Regions from separate parts of the Mus musculus genome. Here all the other regions are linked to region 2. The links are chromatin contacts, called in public ChIA-PET and HiChIP or PLAC-seq maps. All regions are on one chromosome and are shown on one strand. The core of a region is the stretch at or near the end of the contact, and the rest is flanking DNA. Distances in the headings are between cores, read along the strand shown.

Region 1 (3,700 bases), core at 621-3,120, 84 kb after region 2:
GCTACCAGAATGAGGCTCATCTGTTTGGACAGATCTATCAGTTACTAGCTCTGTGACCCTAGGCACGTTACTCACGCTCTCTGAGCTTCAGTTTCTCATCAGAAGCCAAGGCCAGGAACACAGAACTCACAGGCACAGAGAGAGCCATGAATGAGGTAACAGCCCTTGAGTGCTAGGCACTGAGTCACTGACCCAGGAACACTCACTTCAGGATTCCAGCTGAGAGGTATTCCGTGGCTCTTGTCTTTCACTGAGAGCCGTTTGGTTTTTTTCTTGGAAAAGCTGAAAGCCACAGCTGCCTTTATAGGAGTATCTCATTTTAGCTCTGATTTTCCTTTGACACATACCCCAGCCAACACAAAGGCTGACTAACTCGGCTTTGCACAGTGACTTATCACATCCCTCATGGGGCTCCAAGATGGCTGGATCCTGCTCCTGCCCAGTCCGCTATGCTAGCTGGGTCACAGGGAAGTGAAGATTTGGCATTTGCAGCTAAAACCTAGAACCTGCTATGACAAGCGGGAAGAAACCTTGGTCCGAGGCTGGTACTGGCCAAGTCTGCAGGTGTGCCCAGAAGAGGGAGGGGGCACTCCAGATGCCACGTGACTGGAGCTCAGGTTCTTCTGGTTCATGCTTGGGTGCAGAGATGAGGCAGGGGTTATGTGGACAGGTAAAGTCAGAAAGGCAGCTGAGGACCACTGGGTAAAGTGCAGGATGGTCGGATCAAGCAGTAGTTTCAGGGGACATGACAGGTGGTGATGGTACTTGCCATTATAGCTGACATAAAACCACAAAATACCCCGTCAGTCTTGGGGAGGAGATGGGTAACCATGCCCTCTTTACAGAGCAGGAAACCAAACTCTGACACAGGAAATCTGCCCAAGATCACATAGCAGCAGATTGGGACCTGAGGTCTATGGAGTTGACTCAAACCAGTGCTTTGTGGCAAAACCAACTTAGAAAAAAAAAAATTAAGCCTGCTTTGAAGCACTGGCCATTTCCTGAAGTGTAAATGATTACTGACTCGCATTGTGATATCACAGGCAGGGCTGGAAATGAGGCGTGTTCTCCAGTCTGAGCTGGCCCAGAACACTGCTGACCCAAACTCAGTTCTGTTTGGTTCCGAGCCTGTGGCTCTTGTGTAAGGGGAATGGCGTGACAGTCCTTTGTGTAGACACCCTTCCCTGCACATTCTCATGAGTCTATGTAACCACGGGTTATCTGTAAAGTGGGCTACTCAGATACATCCCACAGTATGAAGACCCGTTATCCTTCCTCTGGTCTTGAGCCCTGGGTCACCTGGTATTTCAGGATGTACAGCTGAGCCAGCGTCCCTCCCAATTTAGAGTCACAGTAAGGCAACAGCCTTCAGTGATGTTGGCTGAGATGCAGGGAGCAGGGTAGCATGCTTGCATCCGGTTCTCTGGCTCACCCCAGAGCCACAGACTGGCACTGGTCCTAGATTTGAGGTAACGGATACCTGTTCACTCAGAGCCAAAGCACAGCCATTGTTTGTCCCAAGTAGAGATTGTGTTCCTGATGTCACAATCAGAATTCAGCCTGCACAGCATTCCTGTTGCACGTTGGCAACCTCGAATTCTCTCAGATGACTTCTTTTTCGGACAATCTGTGGCAGTTTTATACCTATTCTTTGGAATTCTATGTGATTCTGAGTCTTGGGGCTCATGAATATTTTCCTCCTCATTTGAAACTGAGAGGCAGCCAGGAAGGATGCTTGCTATGGGGCACTCCTCCCGGGAGGTAGGGAGAGGGCCCTGGGTGGAATTGCGCAGTGGAGCAGTCAGGGAGCAATTAGCTGCGGTTCAAAGGGAAGCGCCACCCTGAGCAGCCCTCACATGAGGGGAGGCTAGAGAGATGGTGTGCGCATGCCTACAGCCTCTGAGCTAACAGAAGCAAGTGGAAGCCAAACATATTCCTTGCTTCAGCGCTGGCCCTGGCAGCTGAGAGGAAACTTCTGGGCAGGCACAGCACCTAAGGCTGCCCAGCGACTTCTGGCAGACCCACAGGAAACCAGCTGGGGCTGGACAGGGCTTTCCAATCCGTCCACACTGATGAAATCTACCAGTCACATCCGCCCAAGGATGTGGCCCAGACAGTCACTGCCCTGACAAGCCATCTCAGAGAAACGGCTGGCACTCAGGATCTTGAGGGCACAGCCTCTCAGGGGGAAAGGCCTACCTCTGAATCTAATTTTAAAGACCCACGAGTCATAATGTAAACTCATTTCCCATTGATGGTTGCCACATCTACCTCTGGACCTTGGAAAGTCGCTAGGGCAGATATGACTATGGTCAGTTCCCTGCAGCCCAAGGTCCCTAACGAAATCCTCAGGGCACTGGTGCTGGGGGTGGGACAAGTGCTGTCCCTGCCCAGCTGTCTTCCTTTGCCCACTCTTCTGATACAACTCCCATTTGTGGAGTCTTCATTGCTGGAACAAACCCATGGCTAAACACTATCTTCCAACTTAGTGATGTACTGGGTCTTCCGGGAACATCAAAGCCAACATCCATTTTCTTGTTTTTTTGTTTTGTTTTGTTAGGTTTTTTTGAGACACGGTTTTTCTGTGTAGTCTTGGCTATCCTATAATTTGCTCTGTAGACCAGGCTGGCCTCAAACTTAGAGATCCACCCGCCTCTGCCTCCAGAGTGTTGGGATTAAAGGTGTATGCCACCATCCCCAATCGACAGTAAAAAAAATCTTAACTAACACCTATTAAATGTAATTTTATAAAATAGCCTTCAAAACTAGCCTAGGGCACAGGTTAAGTAGCTCCATGGTTGCCAATCAAGTTCACCCCCATGTATTTGCAAATACGCATTTTCCCACCAGAAAAACCATACCTGGTTTCTAGAGGGACACCTGGTGGCACTGCCCCGCTTTATCCCGCACCACTGCCATGCCAGCATGTCAGGAACCCCCTATGGTGAGCTGGCGGCTTCCATTTCTCATCTGTCTCCAGGGCAAGGCTCCGAGTGGACCACATTCCCTAAAAGGCTATGTGTCTGAAGCTCGCCTGACTCACCATTATGTCTGCCCTCTCTTTGTTTTGCCATGACTCAAGTTTTGTGGCCATGGGGTTGAGTTTGGGAGTAGCTCTTTTTCCTAGGATGGTGCAGCCAACAACATACTGAGCACTGTCTTCCCACAGTGATTCTCAGATATGATTTGGTTGTTCAGGTTTCTTTATGCCTGTTTTGTGCTTGCGTGGTACTGGGGCTCAAAACCAGTCTTACACATGGTAGGTAAGTGTGCAACCACTGAGCTATATTCCAGTACCTTATTTGGTTTTAATTTGAAAAAAATTTTTAAAAAAGATTTATTTTTAAATGTGCTGTCTGTGAGAAAACATATTCACGGAAGTGCAGGTGCCCGCAGGCCCAGAAAGGAGGGCTGGAGGTCCTGGGACTGGAGTCACCCTATGTGGATGCTGGGAACACAACTCAGGTTCTCTAGAAGCAATGTACACTCCTAACCATTGAGCTATGCTGTCAGCCTTATTAGAAATGCTAGCGGGTACAATGTGTCACTGTGGACCAAATGAACTCCCAGTTGCCTGCACGTTGTCACAGATGGTCAAACCCCAGTTACCCAAGGATTGGTTGGAGGGCCCCTGCCAAAATCTGTGATACCCAATCTTTTACAGAAAATGGTGTCGGATCTACACAGAACTTACAAATAT
Region 2 (4,011 bases), core at 218-2,717:
AAAGGGACAGAAAATGGGTATGAAATGAACCTTACAGTCATTTATGACTGTAGCCCCAGGAGCACCCTAGGCAGCTGGGATCTCTACACCAGAGGCTGGGAGAAACGGACACAAAGCATTATTGAAGGGCCCTGACAGCCAGAGCCCCAGCCAGGGCTCACGTCTTGCCGGAGCAGGGGAAATAAAGCGGACTCTGTGTGAGCCTCCTGCGCAGGGTGCCTGCCCCCGTGGAGGTTGACCTGCGGAGGCCACACAGGGCAGACCGTGCGTGCATTCTTGCACAAGCACGCTCACAACCCACCGAACGTGGTGTTCCCCACGCCGGCCAGCAGGGCCAGGATCCAGAAAGACTTATGGCCTGTTTGCTCTGGCTGCTTTATTGACCTAGATCCTGAAGATGGATTTTGAGAAATTTTCCTAGGGCTCCTTACTGTGGATGTTGTGTGAGAGGCCACTCACTCTACTACCCTGAACAGCTGCCCACCCCGCTCCACACAGGCACCCTGACTGCTAACAAAGTGGCTTTCTGCCATTCCCCCTGGCTAGATAGAACAAGGCTGGGGTCCTGTCATGAACTCTGACTTGGTTCTGTGGCCCTTTTCCTGACCCACTCACTCTGTATCTGCTCTGCTCTGCTCTGCTCTGCTCTGCTCTGCTCTGCTCTGCTCTGCTCTGCTCTGCTCTGCTCTGCTCTGCTCTGCTCTGTGAGACACCCCTGGAAGCCTGTATTTGGCTTTGTACCTGCAGCTTTGGCTTCTGCCTAGTAACCTCTGGCGGTGGCTACAGAGGAAACGGTGCTTCGTGGTAAGTCAAACTCCTCAGTAGTGTCAGCCCAGGCTCTTCAGAGTGTGGATGTGGGCACATGGGACCAAGACATGCCAGCAGGAGAGTTAAGCTAGAAGCTCGTTCTTCCAGGGTCATAGATTGTCCACTTGATGGAAACAGTGGGATCCCGGGCCACAGAGGTGTCTCAGACTTAACCCTTTCCTGTGCCAGTGCAGTGCCCAGGTGACAGTGGTGGGCACAGAGACCTGCCCCCTGCTTTTCTGGAGTTCTCCACCGTGTGAGCAATAAACAGAACTCATGCCTATAACAGCTGTCATGTTAATAAGCTATCTACAACAGGGAGAGCATTCTGCCCTGCCTTTCATGAGGCCTTCATGGCATCCAGGAAAGGCAGCTCCCCGCTGCTCCTCCAGCAAGGGACCAATGCCAGGTGGTGGCACCCTTGCTTGATGCCCTCAGCACTATGGGCACTGTTCTCCCTGGCTTACCTCTTGCCTTGCAGCACCAGTGGTGGGTGTGGCTTTGCTGGGGCAAGGCTACATCATCTCTGGACAGAGTCCTGAGACCCCTGAGCAGGCCAAGATTTCAAAGGCTTTACTTCTCTGAGGCACTATGGAAGATCATGTGACCACTTGAGGCACATAGAGAGATGAGTCTGGTGTCTGTGGTTTCTCTCTTCGCATGTGTGACATGAAAGAATATTGTGTGTCCCTGTCCCTTCCCCCCACAGAACTCCTTCCTGGTGCTGGCAGGCCTGGCTGACGGACTCGTGGCTGTGTTTCCTGTGGCACGGGGCACCCCAAAAGAAAGCTGCTCCTACCTGTGCTCCCACACAGCCAACAGGTCCAAGTTCTGCATCCCCGACGAAGATGCACGGCAGAACCCTTACCCAGTGAAGGCAATGGAAGTGGTCAACAGTGGGTCTGAGGTCTGGTACAGCAACGGGCCTGGCCTCCTCGTCATTGACTGCACCATCCTGGACATCAGCAGGCGGCTGGAGCCCTACGCAGCTCCGTCCATGGTCACGTCACTTGTGTGCAGCTCAGACTGCAGAGGAGAGGAGATGGTCTGGTGCCTCGACGACAAGGCCAATTGCTTAGTGATGTACCACTCAGCCACCTACCAGCTCTGTGCCCGGTACTTCTGTGGGGACCCCAATCCTCTCAGGGACACGTTTTCTGTGCAGCCTTCAGTCCTAGAAACCCCAGGCAGTCACAAAACCACCTCAAAGGGGCCTGTGGAAGAGTGCATCGCGGATGTGAGCATCATGTACAGCGAGGAGCTGGGCACGCAGATCCTCACCCACCAGGACTCGCTCACCGACTACTGCTCCATGTCCTCTTATTCTTCGTCCCCACCCCACCAAGATCCTAGGTCCCCTTCCAGTCTGCCCAGCTCCCTCACCAGCTATTCCAGTGTGCCTTTCTCTGCCAACTATGAAGACTCAGACAGGCTGCAGGAGCCCAGTGTCACCTCTGACAGAACTGAGCATGACCTGAGCCCCATGGATGGGGAGACGTTCAGCCAGCACCTGCAGGCTGTGAAGGTGCTTGCTGTCAAAGACCTCATTTGGGTTCCTAGGTAAGCTTTGTGGTGTGGAAGTATCATTTCTGAGCCTCTTGCTTTGGGGCTGGGGTGAGTGGAACCCGTGGCTTCCTTAAAGATTCCCAGGTCCATCTGGGCCGTTCTGCCGAGCAGGCCTTGCCATTCGGTTTTAGAATTGAGAGTGATCTGGATAGCACAGCATCCTGAGCCAGCTCTTCCCTGTCTTGATTTTGGTCCTTTAGACATGGAGGAGATATCATTGTCATCGGCCTGGAGAAGGATTCAGGTGCCCAGCGGGGCAGAGTCATCGCTGTTTTAAAAGCCCGAGAGCTCAATCGGCACGGGTAAGACTGAGAACCCTTCTATATGGCTGGGGGGAGGGGTGTGGGGAACCTTAGGACTCACTAACATGCCCACTAGACAGCACAGCAGCCCTGCTACCCCCTGGGCTCCCACAGATAAGCCTCTGGATCCACCAGTGTGGCCACAGAGTCAAACAGAAGCAAGGTAGGGTCCTCCAGGCAGCTCCTGAGGTTCAGCATGGTGGCTGAATAGAGCATCAACCACTGGCCAAGGATATCTATTTCTGGGCTGTCTGTGTACCTGTGGATCAAGTACACTGCCAAAGGTGTATCACCAGGGCCAGATTCAGCTGGGATTGAAACGAAGGTCTCTCCAATTGGTTCACTGTCCTTCCTTCCAAACAGGAGAGGTCCCCCCACCCCAATGTTAGGGGACCCACCAGCCCCCATGAAGCACCAGATAGGGCCAGGTGACATGGCCCCACTCTGCAGCTCCTCTCTCTGAGCCTGAGAGTGTGACTTGATGCTAATCTGCAGTGAGTAGCGCTAGGAGACATGCCAGTCGCTGCTGTGAGGACAACAGTCCAGGGCACAGCCTTTGTGGCCAGGGAGATGGGAGCCTGGCATTAAGCCAGAGTTCTTGGCAGTGTTTATCCCTTACCCTGAAGCTCCCCATGAAAGTCCCTAAAGCCAAACGTGTGAAGTATTTCCCATCGTAGTAGATTCACTGGCAGCATGCGCTGTCACTCATCCTTGGACAAAGGTCTTGATTCATCTTTAATATCATCGCACAGTCCCATTCTGCCCAGAGCAGGACAGTCAGTGACAAACAGCCAGTCACTCATGCCACATCCAGTCGCTTGCCTGCTAGTGAGTCTGGGATCTTCTCTGTGAAATAAGATCAGGCTTTGCTCCTGAGCCCTGGCTGACCTGGCCAAAGGAAGCTTTGTGTCCAAGCTGGGCTTTGGGAAACAAATGGGTCCTCAGAACCAGGTTGGTTGACCTTGGCATACCTACTCTGACTATACTGGTATCCTTTTCTAGTCACCCCCCACCCCCACCCTGAGACAGGTTTTATCAAGAGTCGGCCACGTTTGCTAGAAGCAGAAAGACCCGAGTTGGCCAGCTAAAAAAGCAAGGAAGGACCAGAGACTCTTGATACCTTGGTGAGAGAGAGCCTTCATGTGCAGTGGGGCTCAGTCACTGGGCCTAGGAGGAGGAGATACAACCAGACCCAGAGATGGGCCAGCCGCCCTGCAGAGACACCATCAGGACAGAGAGAATGCCTGAGCAGAAACTTGCTATGCATGCACAGGCCATGCACAAACAGCTCACAGCCTCAGAAACAACGTAAAGAGCCGTGGCCTGAAGATAGTAG
Region 3 (4,285 bases), core at 296-2,795, 100 kb after region 2:
AAAATGGGACTCCATAAGTGAAAGGTGAGTTAAAAAATTTTATTTTTCTGTGTGTGATTAGCTGCATGTTTGTATCCCACACGTCTGCCTGGCAGCAATGGCAGGAGACAGGACTAAATTTAAATGCACAACCACATCTCCAGCCCTGGAAATTGGCCTTATAAGCAGCATTTCTTTTTTTTTCTTTCTTTTTTCTTTTGGTTTTTGGAGACAAGGTTTCTCTGTGTAGCTCTGGCTGTCCTGGAACCCACTCTGTAGACCAGGCTGGCCTCGAACTCAGAAATTCGCCTGCCTCTGCCTCCCAAGTCCTGGGATTAAAGGTGTGCACCACCGCGCCCGGCTATAAGCAGCATTTCTAAGTCTACAGTTATAAAGCATATGACTCTTAGCATGCACATGTAGAAAGTTACATCACTTACAATACTATTTTAAAACCCCTTAAGATCATTTCAGAGCTGGTGAGATGGCTCAGTGGGTAAAGGTGCTTGCTGTGAGTCTGAATCCCAGAACTCACATGATGCAAGAGAGAACTGACTCCTGCACATTGTCTTCTGACCTTCACACGTGTGGTATGACTTGCACACAAAGGCAAGTACTAATACACATAAAGTAAACATAAGTAAATCTTTAAAATGTTTAATAAAAGTACTTACCGATATTAAAACAGAAACCGATCATAGTGTTTAGTTATGACATTCTACTTCTGACCACCTGAACTTCCCTAAACAAACAATAACTAACCTTGAGGGCAGTATTGGCTAAATAAATAAAAAGATATGCAGCCGGGCGTGGTGGCGCACGCCTTTAATCCCAGCACTCGGGAGGCAGAGGCAGGCGGATTTCTGAGTTTGAAGCCAGCCTGGTCTACAGAGTGAGTTCCAGGACAGCCAGGGCTATACAGAGAAACCCTGTCTTGAAAAACCAAAAATAAAAATAAAAATAAAAGAATTAAAAAATTAAAAAGAATAAAAAGATACGCTAAAACGACGGAGTTATAAGAGTAGTGAAAAAGTCACAGAAGAGAGAAAGCATGAAGATTACTGGCAAAGAAGTAACTCATGCATCAGCCGAAGACCAGAGCATCTCTCTTACGGAAAACGGGAGAGGCAGGGTAGCAGCACAGAGAACGATTCCATTTTCATGGCATCTTGATTGCATTACTCAGTATCAATTATGTATAACTATAAAAAGGAGAGCTGAGAGCAGTGGCTCGCACCCGTAATCACAACAGTTGGCATGCTTAAGCATGTCAAAGCCATGTGCTCGAAGCTAGCTTGGGTTACACACTGAATTCCAGGCCAGCTTGAGCTATAGAGAGAGACCTTGCTTCAAAAAAAGATAGACGGACAGACAGACAGACAGAGATGAGTAAGTAAAATAAAAAGTAGATGCAGATACAAAGCAAGCATATACTCTTTTAAAAATAGGTTACTCATGAACCCTGTGAGAATGACTTCCATTTGAAGAAGGTGTAGTGGTTTGAATATGCTTGGCCTATGGGAAGTGGCACTATTAGGAGGTGTGACTTTATGGGAGGAGATGCAGCCTTGTTAGAGGAAGTCTGTGGCTGTGGAGGTGGGGCTTGGAGGTACCCTAGCCTCAAGCTCTGCCCAGTGTGAAAGACCATCTCCTCCTGGCTTCCTTCAGATAAAAGCACAAAAGCCTTGGCTTCTCCAGCACCGAGTGAGCCTGCATGCTGCCATGCTTCCCGCCATGACGACAATGCACTGCCTCTGAAACTGCAGCCCAGCCCCAATTCAATGTTGCCTTTGTGAGACTGCCTGGTCGCGGTGTCTGTTCCCAGCAGTAAACCCTAACTAAGACAGAAGGAAAGTGTCACATCTTTCTGAGCCTTCTCACACTCATCTCCTCATGTCCCACTGATGGTCAGGTATCAAACCGTGCTACGCTCATGTAAAATGGGGTAGATATAATAAGGCCTGGAGAAAGAAACACAGGCCAAACTCAAGTAAGCATATGGAAAGAAATAGTCAAAGTTACAACAGAAATTAATGAAATGAAAAAAAAAAAAAAAAAACAATTAAAACCACCACCAACAACAAGGAAACAGAATCAGTACACTGGTAGCCAACCTCAGAGAGGGAAGATCCGTATTAACCAAATCAGAGGTAGAAAAGCAGGCCCAATAAAGGATATTGAAGAAACTCAGAAAAGCATTAGGATACATCTTTAGAAACTTATATTCCATCAAGCTGGAAAAGCTTTTTTCAAAAAAGGAAGAATTTATAGACCTTAGAATAAAGCATACCTACGATGTTAGACCTCTCCAATGAAAAACATAAAACACTAAAGAAAGAAACTAAAGAAGACACTAGAAGATGGGAAGACCTCCCATACTTCATAGATTTAAAAAAAAATTCATTTAAAAAAGATTTCTTTAAAAATTGGATGTCTGTGTGCAGTGCATGAGGGGGGTACCCATGGGGTTAAGCAATAGTCAATCATGTTTACCAACAGAAACCAGAAAAACCCTGAGCAAATATTAACTCCAGAAATACCAGACTAACCAGAATTATTACTTAGAAATAACCAATATTACTACTTTAAGATTTAATTAATGACAAAATAAGTGACCAGAGCCACACCACCAAGTGAGTAACAGTGTTCTACACCAAGATTCACAACCAGGAGCTGTGTAACAGTCAACCAGACCAAGCAGGAGAGCTGTGATCCAAGCCTGAATGCATGCCCTAGCTTCTCTTCACGTGTCCTCGTCACACACACTTCATGTATGCAACCCTAGCAGCTAACAGTGACCCACAGGCAACTTCCTGAGATGAAAAGGAACAAAGTTTTAATTATTTCCATCTCTGATTTATCTAAGTGAGTACCTATATAAATACTCCTAATTGTTATGTTGATTCTTCCTAAAGAAGCTGGCAAGATCTACCTGCAGGGCCCATTTAAATGTCTCCTTTCTTTTGAGATCAGGGCGGTGTGGTGTGATTAACAATAAAGCACTTCCAACCCTTCCAAATACAGGCTTCACCACCAACGCATTCCCAAACTCTGTTACAAGGGAAAGCAGAAACCGCGACACAGAGATTTAAAGGGAGACGCCCTGTAAGGAGCATTCCCGTCTGGACTGATGTACTAGCCTATAGTCTGAGAGCATTCCCAAGGTGTCACATCTGTTATTACAGTCACAACGACTTTCCGGAATAGAAAATATATTTACGTCAAATATATAAGGATATTATGTCATTTATAGAACATCAAATTATAAATTTATGTTAAATTGTAACACACAAAATCAGAACTACACACAGAATATATTGATGATCAGCTTCTAACAGCCAACCTGCTGGAATGGAGATGCTAGAAGTCTGTTCCAAAATTAAGACCTTTTAAATCTGAAAACCAATTAACTTTAACTGTTTAACTGTACTAAGGACCTGAGACCTTGGTACACTGCCATAAGTGTGACACCCAAGCGCTCTGCCTTTGCAACCTAGGGAACAAAACTCCCATGTACAAGAGTGCACAGGCTGCTTAAAATACTTACAGACTGACCTCTGGTCTGTCTTCCAAGCCAGACTTCAGGTTCAGTTAGGCGTGACCACGTGTCCAACTTTTCCCCCAGTGGAGTGTGAGTAGAAAGGACACGTCTCCTACCTCTGAACCCTGAGGCCCTGTTCCTCTCCTGGGTCAGAGTCTGAGCACAGCAACCATGGCATCCATCTCTAACAAGGGACTGTTGCAGGAGAGAGCCAAGAACCCAGACCACACCCCCATATCCTGGGAAACAGCCTTGCCAACCTGGAATCCCTGGAGGACTCAGCCTGTATTCAATATAGAAATTTCCCTATTTCTACTGCATTTCTTGGATGTCAGTTATGGTGGTTTGCCCCTTTCTTTGTAATGCCATATTAATAATTTAGTTCTTAAGCAACACTTCAGAATAACATTTCATAAAAACGCACAACTAAAGTCATATCACATGTTTCTGTAACTGTATGTCAGCCCCAGGCATCCTATTATTTATATTGTTCCCATTTTGGAAAGGCAGTGGAGCTCTGGGAACCAAGAACCCAATAAAGAGACTGGCGGTGGGTAACTATAGGCTCAGTTTCAACATCAAGTGCACACGGAACAGTTGGCAAATGTCCACAGACACCGAGGTATTTACCGTCTGGCCCTTCAGAGACAGAGTCTACTGACCCTTTATCTGCAGCGTTTGGGACATGCAGCCTTTGCCAGAGGACAGGAGGGCCTAAATGTGGTGTTCCTCCCTAAGCACTCGGCCTTCTCTTCCGCAGCCGAG

What was found. HiChIP or PLAC-seq counts read pairs in DNA pulled down with a chosen protein or histone mark. ChIA-PET counts read pairs in DNA pulled down with a chosen protein or histone mark.
Region 1: an RNA polymerase II ChIA-PET map of effector CD8 T cells shows a contact between it and region 2, with 4 times the contacts expected there. The contact joins two enhancer-like sites. A contact is called at or near these places in 4 of 15 datasets of contacts at CTCF or cohesin (CD8 T cells, the G1E-ER4 cell line, the NIH/3T3 cell line and 1 more), 21 of 484 Hi-C or Micro-C datasets (B cells, the C2C12 cell line, CD8 T cells and 13 more), 10 of 115 datasets of contacts at active chromatin or transcription factors (CD8 T cells, the HPC-7 cell line, Th17 cells and 5 more) and 3 of 9 other capture datasets (adipose tissue, liver and pancreatic islet).
Region 3: a CTCF HiChIP or PLAC-seq map of CD8 T cells shows a contact between it and region 2, with 5 read pairs. The contact joins two enhancer-like sites. A contact is called at or near these places in 3 of 15 datasets of contacts at CTCF or cohesin (CD8 T cells, the NIH/3T3 cell line and large pre-B cells), 1 of 484 Hi-C or Micro-C datasets (nephron progenitors), 3 of 115 datasets of contacts at active chromatin or transcription factors (double positive thymocytes, effector CD8 T cells and fibro-adipogenic progenitors) and 3 of 9 other capture datasets (adipose tissue, liver and pancreatic islet).

What each region holds. Positions count from the first base shown.
Region 1 is chr7:66,177,606-66,181,305 of GRCm38.p6, reverse strand. No RefSeq gene overlaps it. Among named protein-coding and RNA genes, the nearest start is that of Chsy1, 70 kb to the right of the region's middle. Within about 2 kb of position 1,870, at least 151 of the 459 cell types and tissues checked have an H3K27ac peak or open chromatin away from gene starts, as enhancers often do. A contact at or near this core is called in CD8 T cells, Th1 cells and effector CD8 T cells, where this site is marked.
Region 2 is chr7:66,260,402-66,264,412 of GRCm38.p6, reverse strand. Lrrk1 (leucine-rich repeat kinase 1) reads left to right here. Exons shown (of 34, transcript NM_146191.3): 32 at 1,517-2,367; 33 at 2,574-2,675. The region is part of intron 2 of Gm33442 (a long non-coding RNA gene); the gene reads right to left. Among named protein-coding and RNA genes, the nearest start is that of Gm33442, 9.8 kb to the right of the region's middle. Within about 2 kb of position 1,467, at least 53 of the 459 cell types and tissues checked have an H3K27ac peak or open chromatin away from gene starts, as enhancers often do. A contact at or near this core is called in CD8 T cells, Th1 cells and effector CD8 T cells, where this site is marked.
Region 3 is chr7:66,157,506-66,161,790 of GRCm38.p6, reverse strand. The region is part of intron 2 of Chsy1 (chondroitin sulfate synthase 1); the gene reads right to left. Among named protein-coding and RNA genes, the nearest start is that of Chsy1, 50 kb to the right of the region's middle. Within about 2 kb of position 1,545, at least 8 of the 459 cell types and tissues checked have an H3K27ac peak or open chromatin away from gene starts, as enhancers often do. A contact at or near this core is called in CD8 T cells and effector CD8 T cells, where this site is marked.